Regions from separate parts of the Mus musculus genome. Here regions 1, 2 and 3 are each linked to region 4. The links are chromatin contacts, called in public HiChIP or PLAC-seq, Micro-C and promoter capture Hi-C maps. All regions are on one chromosome and are shown on one strand. The core of a region is the stretch at or near the end of the contact, and the rest is flanking DNA. Distances in the headings are between cores, read along the strand shown. Region 1 overlaps Gm38934 (a long non-coding RNA gene). Region 2 holds the start of Hnf1b (HNF1 homeobox B). Region 3 has its middle 24 kb from the start of Gm38934. Region 4 holds the start of Tada2a (transcriptional adaptor 2A).

Region 1 (4,915 bases), core at 134-2,633, 320 kb after region 4:
ATTAATAACATTCAATTGGCAAGGGAGGTTGTTGTGGCCAAAATTTCTGACAGAGGCAACCTCGGGGAATAAGGACTTATTTTAGCTCACAGTTTGAAGGGACATAGTCACTGACATGAAGGGCATAAAGAAGGGGCCGCAGTAGGAACCCTCAGTCTGTGCTGGTTGGAGACCTAGAGCAGCTGCTTGTTTCCTGGCTGCCTGGGATTCAGAGCTGGGCTATCACCAGCAAATCACCTCCAATCACCTTTGGCCACCAAAGGTTTCACAGCCTCCCTCCGCGCACGGTGCCGCCAGCTGGGATCAAGGGTTTGGCACATGAGCCCATGGGAATTTTTTTCAGATTCAAAACCAGAACACTCTGCCTGTAGCACCTGTAGGCCCACGGTCATCTCCTAACACAAGATACATTCAGTCCTACTTAAAGAGTCTCCACAAATGCACTGTTCAAAAGTCCAACGCTCAAAGCTCTTCTAAAAGACCTTAGCCGTGAGTCGCTCTAAAATTGGGGGGAAAAAAAGTCCACCTCAATCCAAGGTACTTATTCTAATATTCAATGGCACAGAGCGAGCACTTTGCACCCAAATATGGAGATTGGGGGCATATCAAGGAAAGACCTGATTAAAGCAAGACCGAAAGAAACCCAGCAGGGTACACATACTGTAGTCCCATGTCTGCCCTCTGGGGCACACGATGGCAGGATGAGACATCCATCAGGCTTGGGGAGCCTCACCCCTGTGGCTCTGCCACCTGCAGCCATGCCTGGCCTCCCTCTCAGGCCAGTTCCACTTAGAGCCTGCTACTTTCCCTGGTCCCAGAATTTCCAGGGGTCCTCTACAACTTGGGTTGACTTTTGAGGCTTTGTACACTGAGTCCTCTGGATCTCCCTGCCCCTACAGGAAGCCTGACTGTGTTCATCACCTAAGGACAAGGCCTGGTTGTCCCTTGCTAGTGCGTATCTGGAAACCCCAGTATTCAGGTTGTGGAGGCAGAAGTGTGAGCCTAGGCTACACAGGGAAGGCCGGGCCTTAGAGAGGGCAAAAGGACAAGCTAAAGACAGCTCAAGAATTTAGAAAATTTACCTATAAAGTAGAAGAGAGGTGCAGAACAGGGAGCCAAGCTAGTGAAGCCAAATGCCACCATACAACAGCTCATGTCCCCGGAGAACAGCTGGAGGGGGTTGGGGACACAGCTGGAGCAGGCATGGGAGACCTTTTTGAATACTATCACTAGTTTCTACTTCGGTAGCCTCCAATCCGTTTCCCACAATGCGGCTCCAATGAGCTCAGTCACGTTTTCCAAGACCTTCCTTGCTCTCTCCGTTTAGCATCCTGAAGTGGCTCCTTGTGGCTTTCAAAATCAAATCTAATCTTCCGTGTGTATAAAAGGCCCTTTGTTACTGCCTCCGTGGCTTGCCTCTTCATCTCCGGCTGGTTGAGCCTCCCCAGCCTGTCTGTATTCCTCATCTCTAGCGCTGATACAGCTTCACTCAATTATTGACTCGTTTATCTGTTCTCCCTAGATTCTCATCTCCTTGAAAAGAGGATCTGAATTCGAATTGCTGTGGCAGTCGGACCGCCCAGGCTCCAGGCTCCGCTGCCTCTCGTGCTACGCTATCTCCGAACCCCAGTCTGTTTTCCCACTTGCCGTCTGGTATTTTTATCTGCGGCTCATGGCATAGAAAAGGTCCTCAAACAATGTGTGCAGAGTGATTCCATGCAGATCAGGGAAGGAACTTCCTGGGGGGAGTAAGGATAGCCTGCTTCAGTCTGTCAGGATGTTCAATTCACTTCCGGAGCAGGGGTCCGGTCCTTCTGCTCGGTCTGTGTGCCTTGAGTGTTGTGAGGATGGTCCGAAAATGTCTCGCTGTTTTCCCTCTCATGATCCACGTGTTCATCTAAGGCAGTGGTTCAAATGCTGCGACCCTCTAATTCCTCACGTTGTGGTAATCCCCTCAACCATACGTTTTTTTGTTACTTCATTTTAATTTCGCTATTGTTATGAATTGAAATGCAAATACCTGTTTTCTGACTGTCTCAGGTGACACCTCTGTGAAGGGGTTGCGGCCCACAGGTTGAGAACCACTGACCTAAGGCCTTCAGACACTCACTGATCATTCTTTGATTTTTATTTTATTATTTTTTTAAAATTACATTTGTTTATTTGCCTTTGTGTATGGAGGGGGCCTGCCACAGAGTGTGTGTTAAGGTCAGAGGACAACTTGTTCTTGCCTTCCACCAGATAGGTCCTAGGGATTGACCTCGGGTCCTCAGGCTTGGCAGCAAAGACATCCTGCTGGCTCCCTCAGAGACCCTTCTTATAAGGCTGGTAAGCAACATATTCCTTTAAGTCCCAAAGTTTTCTAAGTGTGAGTCTAATTAATTATCAGCCCCTGAGAGGAGATGAGTATGTAGCTCAATGGGAGAGCATTTGTCCGGCATGTGAAAGGCCCTGGGTTTGGTTCCCAGCTCTATAAGGAAAGGGAAAGAAGGACCAGGGGAGGCACAGGAATGTGTGCCTGTTCCACAGACGGCAACCTCGTGATCTTCTCTAAAATCCTGAGAGCCCGAAACCTTAAACAGCTTGTCATCACTCGACCAAGAGGCCCCTGCGCCACCAGAGCCCCACTCCCTTGTCAAATGAAGCTTATCTTTCTTTTTGTCCCAATATTGAAAGCAGAGTCCTACAGGGCTGTTCTACTTTGAATGGGTTTCGGGACACAAGCAAGTGGATTCCTCTCAATGTGTCAGCAGATGTATGCGGTAAGGGATGGGTGTTCTGCCACGCATCCTGTAAGAAGGCAGACATAGAAGCTTAAGACTGAGGCTTCTGACCCTCCAGCTTTCCTCCTCTTTAAAGGAGAGTAGTCCTGTAGCAGAGCTGGCGTGACTAGGTGACTTCCCATGGGCCCCTTCCTGGTGAATTTTCTCAGCTTGCTTCTTCTGTCTTCTCCTCTCTCCTGCCACACAGTGTTCACACAGGTAGAGCCTGCTAGAGTCGCACCTGTGACACATGGTTGTGTGGGCAGTATAGTGTGAGTGACCCTGGGTTGGGGTGGGATGCTGTGCATCTGAGGCTGTGTTGTAGCGTTGGTCTTTTCTAATGACGCTGCAGAGATCCTGTGGTCAAGGAGGGAGAGTAGCCGATGCATGTGGAGAAAGAACCCAGGCTTCAGGTCAATTTCTTGCTTTATCTACTCCCCCCCTCCCCCCATGAAGTGTTAAACGTGAGGCTGGTCAAGAGGCTGGCTAAGGGCAGGTATGGGCTACAAGGATTTACTTCGGGTGCCATTTCCATTTTGATCAACATAGACTCTTTCTTACACAAGACCTATCTATGCTGCTCTCTGTCAGACTGAACTGCAAGGTTGTGGGCCTCACACTAGTGCAAGAGGTGTGAGGTAAACTACACCAAGATGTTGCCAAAGAAAGCAAAGGAGGTCAGTGGAGCATCCCAGACCTTTGCCTTGATTATACAAGAGATGTAGTCAGGGCGGGAGCACAGCGACAGGAGATGAGGCGGGAGTAGAGGGTTAGGGTGTGTTAAGGCTTTGGGACACTTGAGATGTCACACAATAGTTGTGACTATATTGTCATAGTTGCTGGCTTGCCCATGTCACTCTGAATGCTTTTTTTCAAGCACACCATCCTCAAATCCTAGCAGTAGGAGAAACCGATAGCGATGTACACGTAGCCATAGTTGTCAGCTGACTTCGAATTTCAGGTGAACATCTAGTACATTTTTTAGTATACGTAAGTTCCAAGTAACATTTTGCCTATTTGAGATTCTAGTTTAACTGGGAGCCGTATTCTTTAATTTGCTAAATCTGGTGCACAGCCCCCACCCCATTCCCTTGGATTGACTTCTAGTAGAGACAAAAGGAGTCCTACAAAAGGCTAACTTTTGGAACGTGCGCCACCTAGAGGTTATAGGAGCAAGGAGCTGACCAAGAGAGCAAAACCCAACTATAAACAGCAACAGAAAGATGACAGGAAAACAACAACAACAACAACAACAAACAAACAAAACAAAAACACTCCTTAATTGAAAACAAGTCTAAACACTTTTCCTTACTTTCTTCTTTGGATTTATATTTTTCTTTATTTATTTCATATGGCCTACAACTTTCTAGGTAGACCAGGCAGGGCTTGAATTCACAGAGGCCTCTGGCTCCTGAGAGAGCTGAGATTAAAGGCGTGCAACTCCTTATCTGGCTTTGGCTGATTAGATCAACATCTTAGCTCAAGCAGTGAATAAGTCAATCCCTTATGGGCCAAGTATTTGAACAGCCAAAGGCCTTGGGCTCTTCCGTTGGCATACAAAGGGTGGCACACAGTCTTGGGCCATGTTCTACTAGGGCTCTTAGCGATTATCTTGCAGGAAGTACAAGCCATCCCCGATGTAGCTGTCACATACAGTGTCAGGCAAGCGTGATTTTATTAAAGCTGTGGAGGTGAGGAGGAAGACAGAGAAGCAAGTCTATCCAGTACACTGTCTTTCTGTACTGTGCTGGGGTTTGGGGTCAAACGCCTTGTCTCTGGCTCCTAGTTATTGTCACCTGGAGTAGGAAACAAGTGCTGGCAATTAGCCCTAGTGTGTGGTGACGTCACTGATCTTCACACTGTAAGAGCAAAATTACTTTTTTTTTTTTTTCCAGAATCATCACTGTTATTTATTTCCAATCCTTTCTACTTTCTAGCCCGGGAATAGTGGCAAATGGTGTGTTCCAGTTTTCCGAACTGGAGCTGTGGCCCAGCAGGGCTGCAAGCTCAGAGAAGGGTCTGAGGGGACCGTGCTGCTATCTGTCTGCTGACTTCCCTCTGACAGGGAGCAGGCGCTGCAGGCCTCACCCCTAATCCCCTCCATGTATTCCAGGGCTGGAAGTGAGCTCACCCGAGCACTGCCACGGCTGGCG
Region 2 (4,251 bases), core at 1,473-3,972, 280 kb after region 4:
CGCTCCTTCCTCAAGGGTGACTTTGCTTCCCAGGAGCAGAGACTCTCTGGGTCCCGGCTCGCGGGGAACCAGGGGCCTTGGTCCCTAGGTGGCCCACCAGGTCTCCTAAGCCCCTGGGGCACACCAGCCTCCGACCCGCAGCCGGGGAGCGCGCGACACCGCCGTTTGCAACCCTCCACTCTGGCCAGGTTCTTCCAGCCAGGGTAAAGGCGACCAGGCGCGCCACCGAGTGACCCTCCTCCCCCGCACACCTTTCTTTTCTTTCTGACTTACAGGGGAACAAGGGGGTGGAGCGGGAAGAGAAAAACAAAAGAGAGTGCCCGGTACCCTGCAGTCGGCTGCGCGGTGACCTGCGAGCCGCTAGCAATTTCTTGAAAAATTACTTTAATAAAGTCAGACGCTCCAGGCCCAGGGGAGGGAAGGCGGCACCAGCTTGCGAATGGGACAGAGCTTCAGGGTGTGCCCTGGGTCCTCACCCCAGCTAGAGTCTGGGCTCCTCTCCTTCTGCTCCCCATGGCTTGGGGGTGGGAAGAAGGCCCAGGTCCTAAGACCCCCGACTCAGAGACTCTGCGCCCGCAGAGCTCTGCGGGTGTCGGCTTCCCAGAGCAGCGCGGGGACCTGGGGGTGCGTCCCGTACCTCCGCGCGTGTGTCCGGCGAGCACCCCCTCCTGCGTTTTGATTTCCTTCCCTTTCTAAGCCGAGTTTACAACTTCACCAATGAATAACCCGCCTCTCTTTTCAACCTAATCACGTTTTGTGTACTTTCTGTTGATGATTTATAGGAATAAATTAATAACACCCCAACTCCACGTGCTGCAGTTTATGTTACATCTCCGCTCTGTCCAGCCCGGGGTGGGGACCACGGTGGAGAGGCGCCCTCGGCCTCCCGGGCTTCCCTAAGTCGGCTCCGAGGCGAACTAGACAGTGGCTCTCAGGAGGAAGGACCTAGGCCCCAGGGGGCTGGCGACGGGATGCCGGGTCCCTGAGCCAGGCCCCAGGATAAATTTTCTGCCAGCCTGCCGTCCCAAACCTTCCGAGGGGCTCGGTACCTCAGTCTGTACCCTCTACCCCTGACACCATCCAGGCCGCTAAACTCAGCCAGAGGGGGAAAAAAAAAATCATTGCTACGTGGAGAAACAGCAACGAAAGAAACCCAAGCTTTTAAATTAGAGCAAAATCATTTTAGGGGTTAAAAAAACAAAAAAAACAAAAAACTTTTAGAAGTCCTCCAGATTGCCTTGGCTAGAGGGCGAGCGGCCGGGTCCCCAAAGCGCAAATTCAAATGCAAGGTCATATCCCACCCCAAGCGCGCGCTGCAGGAGAGGAAGCCGAGCCAGGGAGGCCGCCACAGTCACTCCGGAACTCTGAAACTTTGAAGCCGCAGGGCTTAAGAGTCAGAGGCCACGCGAGGGGCTCCTTTCTGAAGCCAAGTGGCCCCGGAGCGACGCGCAGTCTAAGGGAGCCGCTTGGCTCCTTGGATAATTAGTAACTAGCTGTCAAAGCGTAGGCCCGGGCGAGAGGACCGGCAAGTGATCCCAGCCACCGGAGGGACCGCCAGCCAGCCTGGGCTCCCCTAAGCCTGCTGGGGTGTCGTTAGTGAGATGCGTACACGCCCACCTCTGCAAAAGGGCATGGTGGTCTTAGGAGCACCTATTCTCTCTCCCTTTGTTCATGGTTTCTTTTGCCCGGCACTGGTGACCCTACAACAAACTTTCCACTTTATAATTCTAAACTTGGCTCTGTAAGGACACAATCAGAGAACTTGCTTCCCAGGCCTCGGCCACTGATGCTGCCAGGTCTTTTGCAGAGAACTGCAGATCGCAGGGATTAATACGTGGCTTGGGGTTTGGGAAGTTTGGTGGGTCCGGGGGCAATTGCAGCCTTTTCGCTGCACCCACCAGCCCCTCTGGTCATGTGACCTAAGGCTCCGCACCTTCGGTTCTCGTGACTGGGTACCACCAACAAAGTGCCTGGGTCCAGGCTGCCCGCATAGGTGGAGGCAGACGAAGCCTGGGGGTTCCAGGTCGCCCGGTGGAGGGCCAGGTTCAATAGTTAGCAGAGAAGCGGAGTGCCCCCGGGCTATTTTTCCCGTGGGGAAGGGGCTTGGGGAGAGCAGTGTACACCTCATGCCTCCGGTGAGGGGCCGGGGACTCCAGAGACTGCTCGGGCTCCAGGGCGTACCTCGCTCGCTTGCCTACCTGAGCATCCGGTCCACCTCGGCCCGCTGCTCCGCGGCCTCCTCGGTGTTGAGCGCCTGGAGCTCTTTGAGGATGGGAGGAGTGTCATAGTCGTCGCCGTCCTCTGAGCCCTCGTCCCCAGACAAGCGGCCCTTGGCGTGGCCATTGGTGAGAGTATGGAAAACCGGCTTGGTGTCGAGATCCGCCCCGCTCCCGGGGGACAGGGGCAGTGTCTCCAGCTTCACCCCGAAATTCGGGGACGGCAGTAACTCCTCCAAGGCCTGGATCAGCACTTCCTTGGTGACTCCGGAGCTCAGCAGGGCACTCAGGAGTTCTTGCTGGAGCGACGTGAGCTTGGACACCATTTTCCAAGGACGGAAAAAGAAGGGGTTGAGGGGATGGGTGGGTGTGAGAGAGGAGGGTGGAGGGGAGTTTTACAAGAGAACTCCAAGTCCTGGAACCCCTCCACCCTTTAGCTTTCAGACACCTGTTACTCTCTGGGGTCCCGGAGACTCCTCCGAGAGGAGTCAGAAAACTTCTAACTTGCCATGATCTCCACCATTAGGCCATATAAGATATGCAAATGAGTGGGAAGGGCTCAGCTTTCGGCAAGATGCAAATGGTGGTGGGGAGGGGGGAAAAACCGAGAAAGTGGGAGAACCTAAGGGACAGTCCAACGGAGCGAGAGACTTGGGCCGGGATTGGGACTTGCCAGAGCCCATTCTACTCACGCTGGGGGGCTCCAAATCTTCTCTACCGATTCTGTTTATCAGCCAAACTTTAGGTGACCTTTGGACTGGTAAAGCAAGCGGCTTGCAGCCTGGGCTGGGTGGGGGTGGGGGACCTTTCCACTAGCGACAGGTTCGGCTTTAGTCCAGAAAGAAGAAACTGCGCTTCGGGGGTTCAGGTGAGAGAGCTGGACAAAGTTGGGGTGCCTTGGCAAGGGGGAGGGGGGGAGGGTGAGGAGAGCAGAAAGCCTCCAGGTTGTCTGCAGGTAGCAAGCCTGGAGATGTAGTCAGATGGTGGCGAATCAGATTCTTTGGGAATGGGCGCCAGGAATAAGAGTGGCTTTAGGCGCGGTTACAACGAATTGGAGGGACCCCATTTCTTTTTACCTCGGTTACTGCTCTCCAGGTCCTCCTCAGCTCCGCCTGGTAGTTTGGATTTGCCGGATTCCTGACCAGGACCGCGCGTTGTTAACGTGCTAGAGGCCTGCGGGACCCTTGAAAGGAGACGCCGATTCGTTTATGGCCAGAGGGAGTAGCGAAAGTGGAGCTCTGCCGCTGCAGGGCTCACCAGCTACCTGCCCCGCCAAGCCAAGGGGGAGCAGGACACCTGGAGCTCGCCTTCTGCCTAAACCCGGAACCCAACAGCGCCTGAGCTCTGCACCCAAAACTAGGGCTACGGAGTCTCCTTTCTAGTAGTGAATGTGTAGATTGACCTGTGGCTGGACCGACTGTTGCAGCTCTGGATTACCCAGGACCACTGTTTTGGTTCTTAATTCTAGGAAGTCCGTTGTACCGGGAGTTAAGAATCGCGCTCTATAAACACAAGTTCACTGTGGTGGTGGCAGGAGTCTTGTATGCCACCTAGAGCAGGCACCCCTAAAGCCACTGAAGAAAAAAAAATGTTTTTTCCCCCACCCAGGTCTGGTCCGGAAGGAAGCTCTGAGCCTTTCGGCACAGCACGGCAGGAGTTTCTGCCACATCTCCCCTGGGACCCGGAGAGGAAGCAAGGAGGCACAAGCCGCACCCAGACCTCCAGGCAGGGACCTGAGCTGCAGGGAAGGAAACTGCTTACACACACACACATACACACACACACACACACACACACACACACACACGCACACGCACACGCACACGCACACGCACACGCACACGCACACGCACACGCACACGCACACGCACACGCACACGCACAGGCACACACATTTCCCCAGGGTAGAGGCGGTTTTGAACCTCGGTTCTCTCATTTGTGAAATATATTCCTAATATCCAGGATACAGAAAAGCTGTAGACACGGAAGAAGACCACCTGTGCAAAGCTGGCTAACACCTGTGTACACACTTCCC
Region 3 (4,734 bases), core at 1,313-3,812, 340 kb after region 4:
GAGAGAGAGAGAGAGAGAGAGAGAGAGAGAGATGTTTGGAAAAGTTTGTGGGTAAACTGTGCCAAGCCTGATGACCTAAGTTAGATCCCTGGGATTCACAAGGTGGGAGAGAGCTATCCTCTATACATTGTCCTCTGACCTGTGCAAGCGTACTTTTAAGCTCTCCCTCCCCTAAGCAAAACTGATATTAACAAGCTCTATGCTTTAAGAAATAGCCCTGCCCCAAATCCCTGTAATTTACTCCCCATCCAAGCTCCATTCAAGCAGCAAGCAGCTGTGTCATCTGCTCTGCTTCCCAGCCCCACTTGAACCTGCGCTGCCTTCAATGCTAGCTAGCATAAGCTTCACTTAGACGCTTCAGGGAGCCAGCATCGGGCATTGACAGGAAGGCGCATGCGTCCCGACCGTGATCTGAGCATGTTACTCAGAAGTTTCGTAATCTGTGAGTCACAAAACAGGAAGGATAACATTTGCCTCACTGTTAAGTATTGTTCTCAGATGACACGATGCTAGCGAAACTGCCTCATGTATAGAAGATACTCAGGAAATGCATCAAGAATCGATGAGCCCCTCCCAGATGACTGGGGCTCGCGTTCCCTTGTCTCCAGCCCCTTACCACTCCCCTTTTCTATACTCTTGCCTTGCCATGCTTGTGAGGCAGGGCCAAAAGCTCAAGAGATTCTTCTGGTACCTTCTCTGGCACCTTACATACCGTTCTTGTTCAAAGCATTAAGCGTAACCAAGGGTGTTGCTTTTTTTTTTTTTTTTCTTTACATTCATTCCAGGGTGGAAGGTTGTCTCACTGCACGAGAGACATGTTATCCTACAGGTGTCACGACCACCCCCAAATCCAGCCTTTCAGACCAGAGCTCCCTGAACCCATGCCCCCTACAAGCTAAGGCTCAGAGAAGAGCGATGCTTCTCCACTTTGGGCTTCTTAGCCCTCCAGGGCACATTTTCCAAAGCATGAGATATGTTGGGTTGTCATAGTTAGGGGGATTCTTCCTGGCGTCTGGTTAAGTAAGGGGTTTGAGATGTTGACAAACATCCCACAGTGCACCTACAAGGAACCAGCCTGCCCGAGGAATTAACAGTGCCATGGTTGAAAACCTTGACTTAGAGGGGCCCTTCCATAAGGTCAGGGCAAAGCTCTGCTCACAGCCCTCCCCACCCATGGTTCCTAAACCCCTCCTCTTTATGGTGGGGGGACAAGGCCAGGAAGGCCCCACATCCCAGTTACCACGCTCAGCCTCCTCCTGTTTCCACCTGCTGTTCTGCTCTGTTACCTCCTGCCCCTCTAAGATAGCCTGTGTGTCCTACGTGCCACCTGCTGTACAGCTCTGTGGTCACCCCAAGGGTCACCCCCGCCTGCCTCTGCTCAAAGGTTGTCTTCCCAGGGAGAACTTCCTTCACACCTCGTGCCAAACTATAATCTGCCCAGAGCTTTCTGTCCGGCCATGATCTGTTTTTCCTTGCCTCTGGCCCCCGAGACCCCAGGTCACTGACGGTATTAGCTTACCGTCCTGATCAAGTGTGATATCTGCAGGACTTTTTTTTTCCTTGTTCCCTGATATTTTCTTCTGCTTGATTCTTTTTCTTTTCTTTTCTTTTTCTTTTTTATTTTTGAGACAGGGTTTCTCTGTGTAGCCCTGGCTGTCCTGAAACTCACTCTGTAGACCAGGCTGGCTTTGAACTCAGAAATCTGCCTGTCTTTGTCTCCTAAGTGCTGGAATTAAAGGCATGCACCACCACTGCCCTGCACTTGCCTGATTTTTATATATTATATCTTATATATTTGATAAATTCTCCAGATATCTTCTCCAGTGAATGGATGAATGAATAAATGAATGAAAATCCTACTGTTCCAGAGCTGTTCCGTTCTTATGAAGTCAAGCTGACCTGACACTTGTGTCATGTGAGTGCAGTTGCCCTCATAGACCAGAAGAGAGCGCTGGATCCCCTGGAGTGACAGGTGGCTGTGAGCCATTGGACGTGGGTCCTGGGAACCCAACTCAGGTACTTTCCCTTATTATCCCCAACACCTGTTCAGGCAAACACTTAAATGTTATTCTGAGCATCTCATGTAAATGAAAACCTACAGTATACGTGGCTGTCTTCTTTGACTTAGCATAGCATTTAATGGCTCACCCACGATATGGAGTATATTGATATTTCACCTTTTCTACAGCCCAATATTATTCCACCGAGTAGACACACATCATGCCGTTCTCTGGTCGCCAGCAGAGCCGCCGTTGCTAGTTAGGGGCTATCCCGAATGCTGCAGCTGTGGGCACTGCTGTACTTGGTCACATCATTTGTTTGGGGTGTCACCTGGAGTTGCTGAGTCATGTGGTGACTGTGTGGAAATTTTGGAGGGACTGCCTGCTGCGCTTTCTTCCTGGCTTTGTGGATTCACACCCAGCATTGTCTTTCCTCGAGTTATGCCGAGCTTCTTCGGTCCATGCTACCTGACCTCCTCTGCATGGCATACCTGGGAGGCTCCTGTGCCTCCTGAGGGGCACCCTCTATGGCCAACACCTCAGTCACAAGGAAGGGAGTTTCAATATCCCAGGGCTCAGGTTACACGGGCAGCAACTACAATGAAGCCTCGAGTGAGAACCCTCAGCTCCTCCCTTCTGTTCGTGCTCCATCTGCTACCTGAGTGCTCCCTAAAGCAAATCTATTTTGCTTTAGGGATACCTACAAGTCTAGTAAGCCTACCGACACTGCCCATGACCTCTCTATGGGCTCACCATGCTGAGCGTCACAAGCTAACCCACCAGAGGCCATCCGCTTGGCTAAACCTCCCTGCCTTGGGTTAGGCCACTCCCTCCTCAAATGTGATTTCCTCCCTTTCCTAGTCAGGAAGAACAGCCTGACTGGCTTTCCTCTTGTGCTGGCCTGGGTCCAGCCCTCACCACCCTCATCTGGGAGTGCCTCTTGGCTTGAACTGGCTTAGCGTTCACCTTTGAATCTGAGTGATAGCCATGTGTGGAATTTCAAATGTGGTAAAAGCAAAAATAAAGTCCCAAGCTTGGAAAGAGCGTTCTTTATATGTTAATTTCCCCCACATCTGGGTTTCACATATGTACAGTAGCAAAGCCATGTAGGAGACAGTATAAGATAGAGAAGCCTCCAAGACCTGAATTCCATTCCCGCTGTCCCCTTGGTGAGCTTGGTCATGAGGGCTACCATCTCCCCTCCGAGGCCTCGGTGCTCGTCGATACGAGGGGGTGTTGTATTCCTTTCCAATTCACTCAACAGACTCTTGCCAGGACCTGTTCAGGCGAGGAAAGGCCAACAAGACAGGAAGTGACTTATATCCAGCAGGGAGGGCCACAGATAAGCAGGCAGGTGACCATAAAAGAGTGGTAAAGCGTGTTCTGAAAGATGGGGCTAGCAAGGAGAGTACGTTTTCCCTCCATCGGGAGTTTTCAAGCCAGTACTGAGCATCCAGTGGTAACTACCCCAGCAAATGGGGCCAAGCAGAAAAGGGTCCAGGAAGAAAAGCCTGCAACCTAGGAACAAGGGACATCCCGGAGACGGAAGGATGGTGTGAATACCACGGACAATCGCTGAAGCTCTTAGGGCTTCCCTTCCATGTCAACCTCAGTTCATGTGCTGAGAGATCCAAATGCCTACTGAAGAGTTACGTGCTGGGTGTGGACCTGTGATCCCAATACTGTGGAGGCTAAGGCAGGACGGTTGAGAACGGAACTCCAGCCCGTGCATTTGGTGACAGCTCATCTCAAAACAAAACCTACCCCCTAAAAACAAACAAAAAACAAGAGACACAAATAATGGAGCTAGAGAGGAGGCTCAGCAGTTAAGAGCATTTGCTGTTCTTACAGAGAACCTGGGCTTGGTTTCCAGCACCCACATCAGATAGGTCCCAATGCTCTCCCCAGTTTCAGGGGATCCAAGACCCTCTTCTGGCCTCGGGTATCTGCACACATGTGCACACACAAGCAGGCAGATATATACTGATTTTCCAGGACAAAGACTACATCAGGGGTTCATAAATTCTCCAGAAGGTTCTGCAACACACTAACCAACCCTTGTGGCGTGTTCTGAAGTCTGAGACGTCGCTGTAAGTAGAAACAGTAATACAACTATTATAAAACTCCCAAAGGCAACACACCTCAGACCACTCAACTCAGAATCTGTGAACTGCCATAAGTCATTGAAGTTGTCCCAGGTGACTTCAACGTTAAGCCTGCTCCTCACCCTTGTTTCTAATGAGAACTGGATACCCACCCCCACCCGACTCCACTCCACCCTACTCATGTCCAGTCTAAATGACTTTGTGATCTCTGTCTCCACCTGCTGGCCATTATACCAAACTGCAGGAGTTCAACTGTGCTATCTGTAGATCCAAGACCTTGCAACTTTTTAAAAAAGTTTGCTAAATGGATAAAAAAAAGAATCAATGAGATGAAAATATTAAGTAGTTAGAGCATGTAAAAATAATATTTTGCTGGAGAGATGGCTCAGTGGGTAAAAGCACTGACTGCTCTTTCAAAGGTCCCAAGTTCAAATCCAAGCAACCACATGGTGGCTCACAACCATCCATATGAGATCTGACACCCTCTTCTGGTGTGTCCGAGGACAGCTACAGTGTACGTACATATAGCAATAAGCAAATCTTTTTTTTTTTTTTTTTTAAAAATCATATCCTTTCCTATGACGAGGTTGTCTAAGAGTCTTACATACATTAGGATAAAGCGTGTGAGA
Region 4 (4,654 bases), core at 263-2,762:
AATCTGGAAGCTTCTGTTTCTCATTCAATAATTGGATTTCCTCTTGTGTGTTATGTCTGCTAGGAAGCCTTTCTTCCCTATCCTGACTAAAAGAAAATCTATCACTGTTATATCTGGATCCTGATTTATTTCCCATAAAACCACATTATGAGGCATTTAAAAATATTTGTTACTTATATATTAATATGCAACATACTTATATTTTATTGCTTATATATAAAATACACAAACCTTATGTGCAAGAGCATATACTTCGCTCACTACCAAATTCTCAGCACCCAGGGAAGTGGCTGTTCGTTGTGCTTTTGTGAAATGAATGGATTTGGAGAGTCAGTAAATGTGAAGTACTCTATAGCATCAACTGTTTATTTAACGTGGTGGGGATGACTTTCACATGTGAATTTTTAATGTTTTTTCTTTACTACTCTTTTTTTTTTTGAGACAGATCTCTTACTCTGTAGCCCAGATTGATCTCAATCTCAAAGCAATTGTCCTGCACTCTCCAAGTGTTGAGATCACAGATGTGAGCCACTAATTGCACCCAGCTGCAGATTTTATTTTTATTTTAACAATAGACTTATATTACCTGTGTACCAAAAAACAAATCAAGATGCCACACGGGCAGATATCGTATAAATGAATTCCAACAGAAATTGGGCAAATCTATGAAACAGATTTTTAAATAGATATACAGCATAATAGTTAAGATCAAGCCATGGGTTGGAATAGAGCTCTTCCCCAACACTTGGTAGCACTGTGATCCTAAGTTATATATTTCAATGCTGGACCATGAGGACAGTAACAGTGCCTCCCTCAGAAAGTTGTTTTAGACGAACCCTTATGTGTAACCCGCTTTGTACAATGCCTGGCATGCAGTATTGAAGGACTCCACAAATGGAAGCTCTTATAAGAATCTATACTATTAGTAATAAGAGATGTTGGGACATACCTAGCCCTCAAGAGTGACATCAGAGTGGACCACCACATCATCACTGCGTTTCCATGTGGGCCTCTGAAGCCCAGGCAGGGGATGGGTCTTTCCAGAGAAGGCAATTTCGACGTCCCAGAAGCATCAGAATAAAAAGGACCCTCTTCACCCCTCAAGTCATTCAGTCCGGGTAATCCATGAGTGGCATGATGCGCCCGGGGCTCGTCATCCTCCAGTCCAGAGCCTGGGCAGCCTCAGTTTCTTTGCTTGCAAAAGAATTGGAATGGGACTGTTAAGAAAAAAATCTAGACTGAAACAGCGGAAGCCGCCTTAGCACATGCCACCGGGCCGCTTGTGGCGACGGAGAAAGTGACAGCAGGTCAGACTTCAGAGCCCACCGACTAGCAGCCAGGTACCACGCTCCCCATCCCGGGGCGGCGCCACCGGGACCCGCCCGCTGCCAGACTGGAGGAGGCGGGACCGCCTCGGCGTGCTCGCGGCACGGGACCGCGCACGTGAGTCGAGGCCGCGCACGCAGGCCGCGGCGCGCACGCAGAGTCTGCACAGCGCGCGCAGCGGCGGGCTCTTCGGCGCCGAGGTGCGGGACGTGGCGAGGTGAGGCGCGGGGCCGAGCGGCGGGAGCGAGGGCACGCGGGGTCACGAGGTGCCGGCTGGCGCGGCGGGGCCACGCGGCGGGGGAGGTTGGCGCGGCCGGGCGAGTCCCGAGCCCCTCCCCCCGGCGGCTGGCGGTGCCGCAGCTCCGTATTCCCGGCTGGGCGGTGGAGCACGGCCCCGGCCCACCTGACCCGCCGAACCCCCACGTGGGTCTCCGCGCCCCAGTGTTTAGCACTGTTTTGCGGTCGAGGCCCGGCTACAGTGACCTGCCCAAGACCGTGCAGCTCTAAGGATGTTAACTGCACAACTGCCAAGCCCGCGGCTCCCCTGTGCTCATGGGATCCTGCCCCTCCATGCCTTCCCTGATCCCTCTTGTAATTAATTTAAATGTAGCCCATCTCTCAAGGATGTTAGTGTCACTGCGTGGTCTTCTAAGGAAGGAGAGGAAGGAGGATTTTGCTTTCTGCAGCATTGTGCTTTGCAATGTGAAGTGTTTGTCAGAACGTACTGTAGAATCTTTGCCACTGTAAAGGTCTTGATAGAGCCCTGCTGTTCACCAGGCTGTAAAAACATTGTGCAAATACCCCAATCTTTAGCGCTTCATTTTCTTGGGGAAAACAGCCTATGTCAGGAGATTGTTAGGATTCCAAGATATAGTCCCCGTACTAAGATTACATTTAGTACCTGACATATGCCTTTGTTAATTTTTTTTTTAATTAATTTTTTTTTTTAGTCAGCCTCATGTATCTTGGGCTAACCTTGAACTTAATGTAGCCAAGAGTTTCCATGAACTGATCGTACTGTCTGTACCTCTGGAGTACTGGGTTTGTTTGCTCAATGGATGCTGGAGTGTGAATATAAAGCATCCTTGCTAAAACACCCTACAACTGAACTACTGAGCCACAACGTTCTTCAAAGATCATTTTTCTTGGAAATAGAGTAAAAACTCACCCCTACCCAAAATAGCCTAAAGTTTGACCCTCAGCCTTCTTATCTAAGCATTGCATATACTTTGTATGTCAGTCCCCAAGCTAAAAATGTCAACGTGAAAAACCTATTTTGGTTGGAGAGATGGCTCAGCGGTTAAGAGCACTGGCTGCGCTTCCAGAGGTTCCGAGTTCAAATCCCAGCAACCACACGGTGGCTCACAGCCATCTGTAATGGGATCTGATGCCTTCTGGTGGGTCTAAGGACAGCTACAATGTACTCATATAAATAAAATAAATAAATCTTTAAAAACAAAAGGGGGGGGGGCTGGAGAGATGGCTCAGAGGTTAAGACCACTGACTGCTCTTCAGAAGGTCCTGAGTTCAATTCCCAGCAACCACGTGGTGGCTCACGACCATCCGTAGCAAGCGCCCTCTTCTGGAGTGTCTGAAGGCAGCTACAGTGTACTTACAGATAATAAATAAATAAATCTTAAGGAAAAAAAAAAAGAAAAATCTATTTCAGGAGAAATGAAGGTGAATTAGCCTTTTGTTTTGTTTGTTTGTTTGTCCCCCACCCCCTGAGACAGGGTTTCTTTTTTTTTTAAGATTTATTTATTTTATTTTATTATATGTGAGTACACTGTAGCTGTCTTCAGATGCACCAGGAGAGGGCGTCAGATCTCATTATGGGTGGTTGTGAGCCACCATGTGGTTGCTGGGATTTGAACTCAGGACCTTCGGAAGAACAGTCAGTGCTCTTAACCACTGAACCATCTCTCCAGCCCGAGACAGGGTTTCTCTGTGTGGTCCTAGCTCTGTAGACCAGGCTGGCCTTGAACTCAGAAATCCACTTGCCTCTGCCTCCCAAGTGCTGGGATTAAAGGCATGTGCCACCACTGCCCGGCTGAATTAGCCTTTTATAAAACTAACATTTATTTGTCCAAATTGGTATTTGCTTTGTTTTGGCTTGGGTTTTCTTTCCTTTTTCCCCTCTAAGACAGGGTCTCTCTATGTTGCCCTGCCTGCCTGTCCTAGAGCTCACTCTGTAGAGTAGGCTGTCTGTGGTTCCTGAGTGCTGGGATCAAAGGTGTGCACCACCATGAGTTTCAAGCAGTCCAAGATAGCCAGGGATGACATTGAAGTCCTCCTGTCTGAAGGAGTAAGTTACTGATCCGCATATGTTGGGTAGGATTCCTTAGTTTCCAGTAATAAAATCCAATTTATTTTTTGAGACAGGATCTCACTATGTAGCTGGCTCCGAACTCTTCATGTAGACCAGGCTGGTCTTGAACCAGAGACCTATTTTCTTTTGCTTCCTGGGTACTAGGATTAAAGGTGAATACCACCATACCAGCAAGTTCCAGGTTCTGTAAGGAGGCTGCACTTCACATTCTGTGAGCGAGGGGGGGGGTCTGAGTGTTGTGGTTGGCAACCACACAGTTGCCGTGTCGGGTTGCCAAAATATACCTTGGACTGGTTTCTGATCTGTGTGCATCTTCTCTTTGTTCTTAGGGGATCGTGGGATTGTTTGGCAACGTCTGAAGTCTTGAAACTCTACATCAAGGGAGATCAAGCAGCCATCAGTCAGCTAGAGGATGGACCGTTTGGGTTCCTTTAGCAGTAAGTACAGTGGGACAAGTCTCAAGTGACAATAAATAGCCACCTAAAGTAGAGGTTGATCAGGGAAGCAGCGCCTTTGATAATGCCTGAAGGAATTAGGAATAGCACATAAAAGTAAAGTCAGGCAAGACCGGTCTGTTGTTTGCCTACTGAATGTGGCACAGCTTCATCACTTTAGAAAAAAGCCAAGCTGAGTGAACCAGTCACCATATGGTTGATCAGGAAATAGACGTGTTTATTTTGAGCCCAGGGTCTCATGTAGACTGGCTGGCCTGGAACTGGCTTTGTAGCTAAGGATGACCTTAAACTACTTATTCATCAAGTGCTGGGATTTCAGGCTTGTACCATCATTGGATTTCAAAGAAATTAGAGATCACAAAATTGGGCAGTGCACACAACAGACACATACACACACGCACAGTCATAAAGTTGATGTTCATTAGTAAGACCCAGAAGTATGTTGTTAGGATTTGGTTCCTGTCGTTGTATCAGAGGCACTCTGCATCTTCCCTCCGTATATTCAGAAAGTTAGAATCTTGGACACATCTAGTTCTATATTTTC

The links. Hi-C and Micro-C count contacts between places; a contact is called where the count stands out from the background. HiChIP or PLAC-seq counts read pairs in DNA pulled down with a chosen protein or histone mark. Capture Hi-C pulls out chosen DNA fragments and counts their contacts.
Region 1: a contact with region 4 is called in an H3K27ac HiChIP or PLAC-seq map of extraembryonic endoderm stem cells, with 4 times the contacts expected there. The contact joins the enhancer-like site here to the promoter of Tada2a in region 4. A contact is called at or near these places in 8 of 39 promoter capture datasets (the C10 cell line, the HPC-7 cell line, embryonic stem cells and 3 more), 4 of 484 Hi-C or Micro-C datasets (the Ba/F3 cell line, the HL-1 cell line, embryonic stem cells and 1 more), 5 of 115 datasets of contacts at active chromatin or transcription factors (embryonic stem cells, extraembryonic endoderm stem cells and stem cell-derived neural progenitor cells) and 1 of 9 other capture datasets (macrophages).
Region 2: a contact with region 4 is called in a promoter capture Hi-C map of adipose tissue. The contact joins the promoter of Hnf1b here to the promoter of Tada2a in region 4. A contact is called at or near these places in 2 of 115 datasets of contacts at active chromatin or transcription factors (the 230-238 cell line and extraembryonic endoderm stem cells) and 1 of 9 other capture datasets (adipose tissue).
Region 3: a Micro-C map of embryonic stem cells shows a contact between it and region 4, with 2.8 times the contacts expected there. The contact joins the enhancer-like site here to the promoter of Tada2a in region 4. A contact is called at or near these places in 12 of 39 promoter capture datasets (the 3T3-L1 cell line, the C10 cell line, the HPC-7 cell line and 6 more), 3 of 15 datasets of contacts at CTCF or cohesin (the NIH/3T3 cell line, pro-B cells and stem cell-derived epiblast-like cells), 22 of 484 Hi-C or Micro-C datasets (the Ba/F3 cell line, CD4 T cells, the HL-1 cell line and 7 more), 7 of 115 datasets of contacts at active chromatin or transcription factors (embryonic basal ganglia, embryonic hindbrain, embryonic stem cells and 3 more) and 3 of 9 other capture datasets (adipose tissue, liver and macrophages).

Annotation. Positions count from the first base shown.
Region 1 is chr11:83,801,304-83,806,218 of GRCm38.p6, reverse strand. Gm38934 (a long non-coding RNA gene) reads left to right here. Exons shown (of 3, transcript XR_880088.2): 3 at 1,523-1,846. Among named protein-coding and RNA genes, the nearest start is that of Gm38934, 7.3 kb to the left of the region's middle. Within about 2 kb of position 1,383, at least 4 of the 459 cell types and tissues checked have an H3K27ac peak or open chromatin away from gene starts, as enhancers often do. A contact at or near this core is called in extraembryonic endoderm stem cells, where this site is marked.
Region 2 is chr11:83,849,340-83,853,590 of GRCm38.p6, reverse strand. Hnf1b (HNF1 homeobox B) reads right to left here and starts at 2,722. Exons shown (of 9, transcript NM_009330.3): 1 at 2,199-2,722. The coding sequence starts at 2,542. It overlaps Gm12576 (a long non-coding RNA gene), which reads left to right and starts at 2,960. Exons shown (of 4, transcript XR_388929.3): 1 at 2,960-3,084; 2 at 3,312-4,251.
Region 3 is chr11:83,785,144-83,789,877 of GRCm38.p6, reverse strand. No RefSeq gene overlaps it. Among named protein-coding and RNA genes, the nearest start is that of Gm38934, 24 kb to the left of the region's middle. Within about 2 kb of position 2,562, at least 29 of the 459 cell types and tissues checked have an H3K27ac peak or open chromatin away from gene starts, as enhancers often do. A contact at or near this core is called in the HL-1 cell line, adipose tissue, differentiating embryonic stem cells and 1 more, where this site is marked.
Region 4 is chr11:84,126,426-84,131,079 of GRCm38.p6, reverse strand. Tada2a (transcriptional adaptor 2A) reads left to right here and starts at 1,512. Exons shown (of 16, transcript NM_172562.3): 1 at 1,512-1,543; 2 at 3,985-4,092. The coding sequence starts at 4,068. It also overlaps a transcript of Acaca not described here.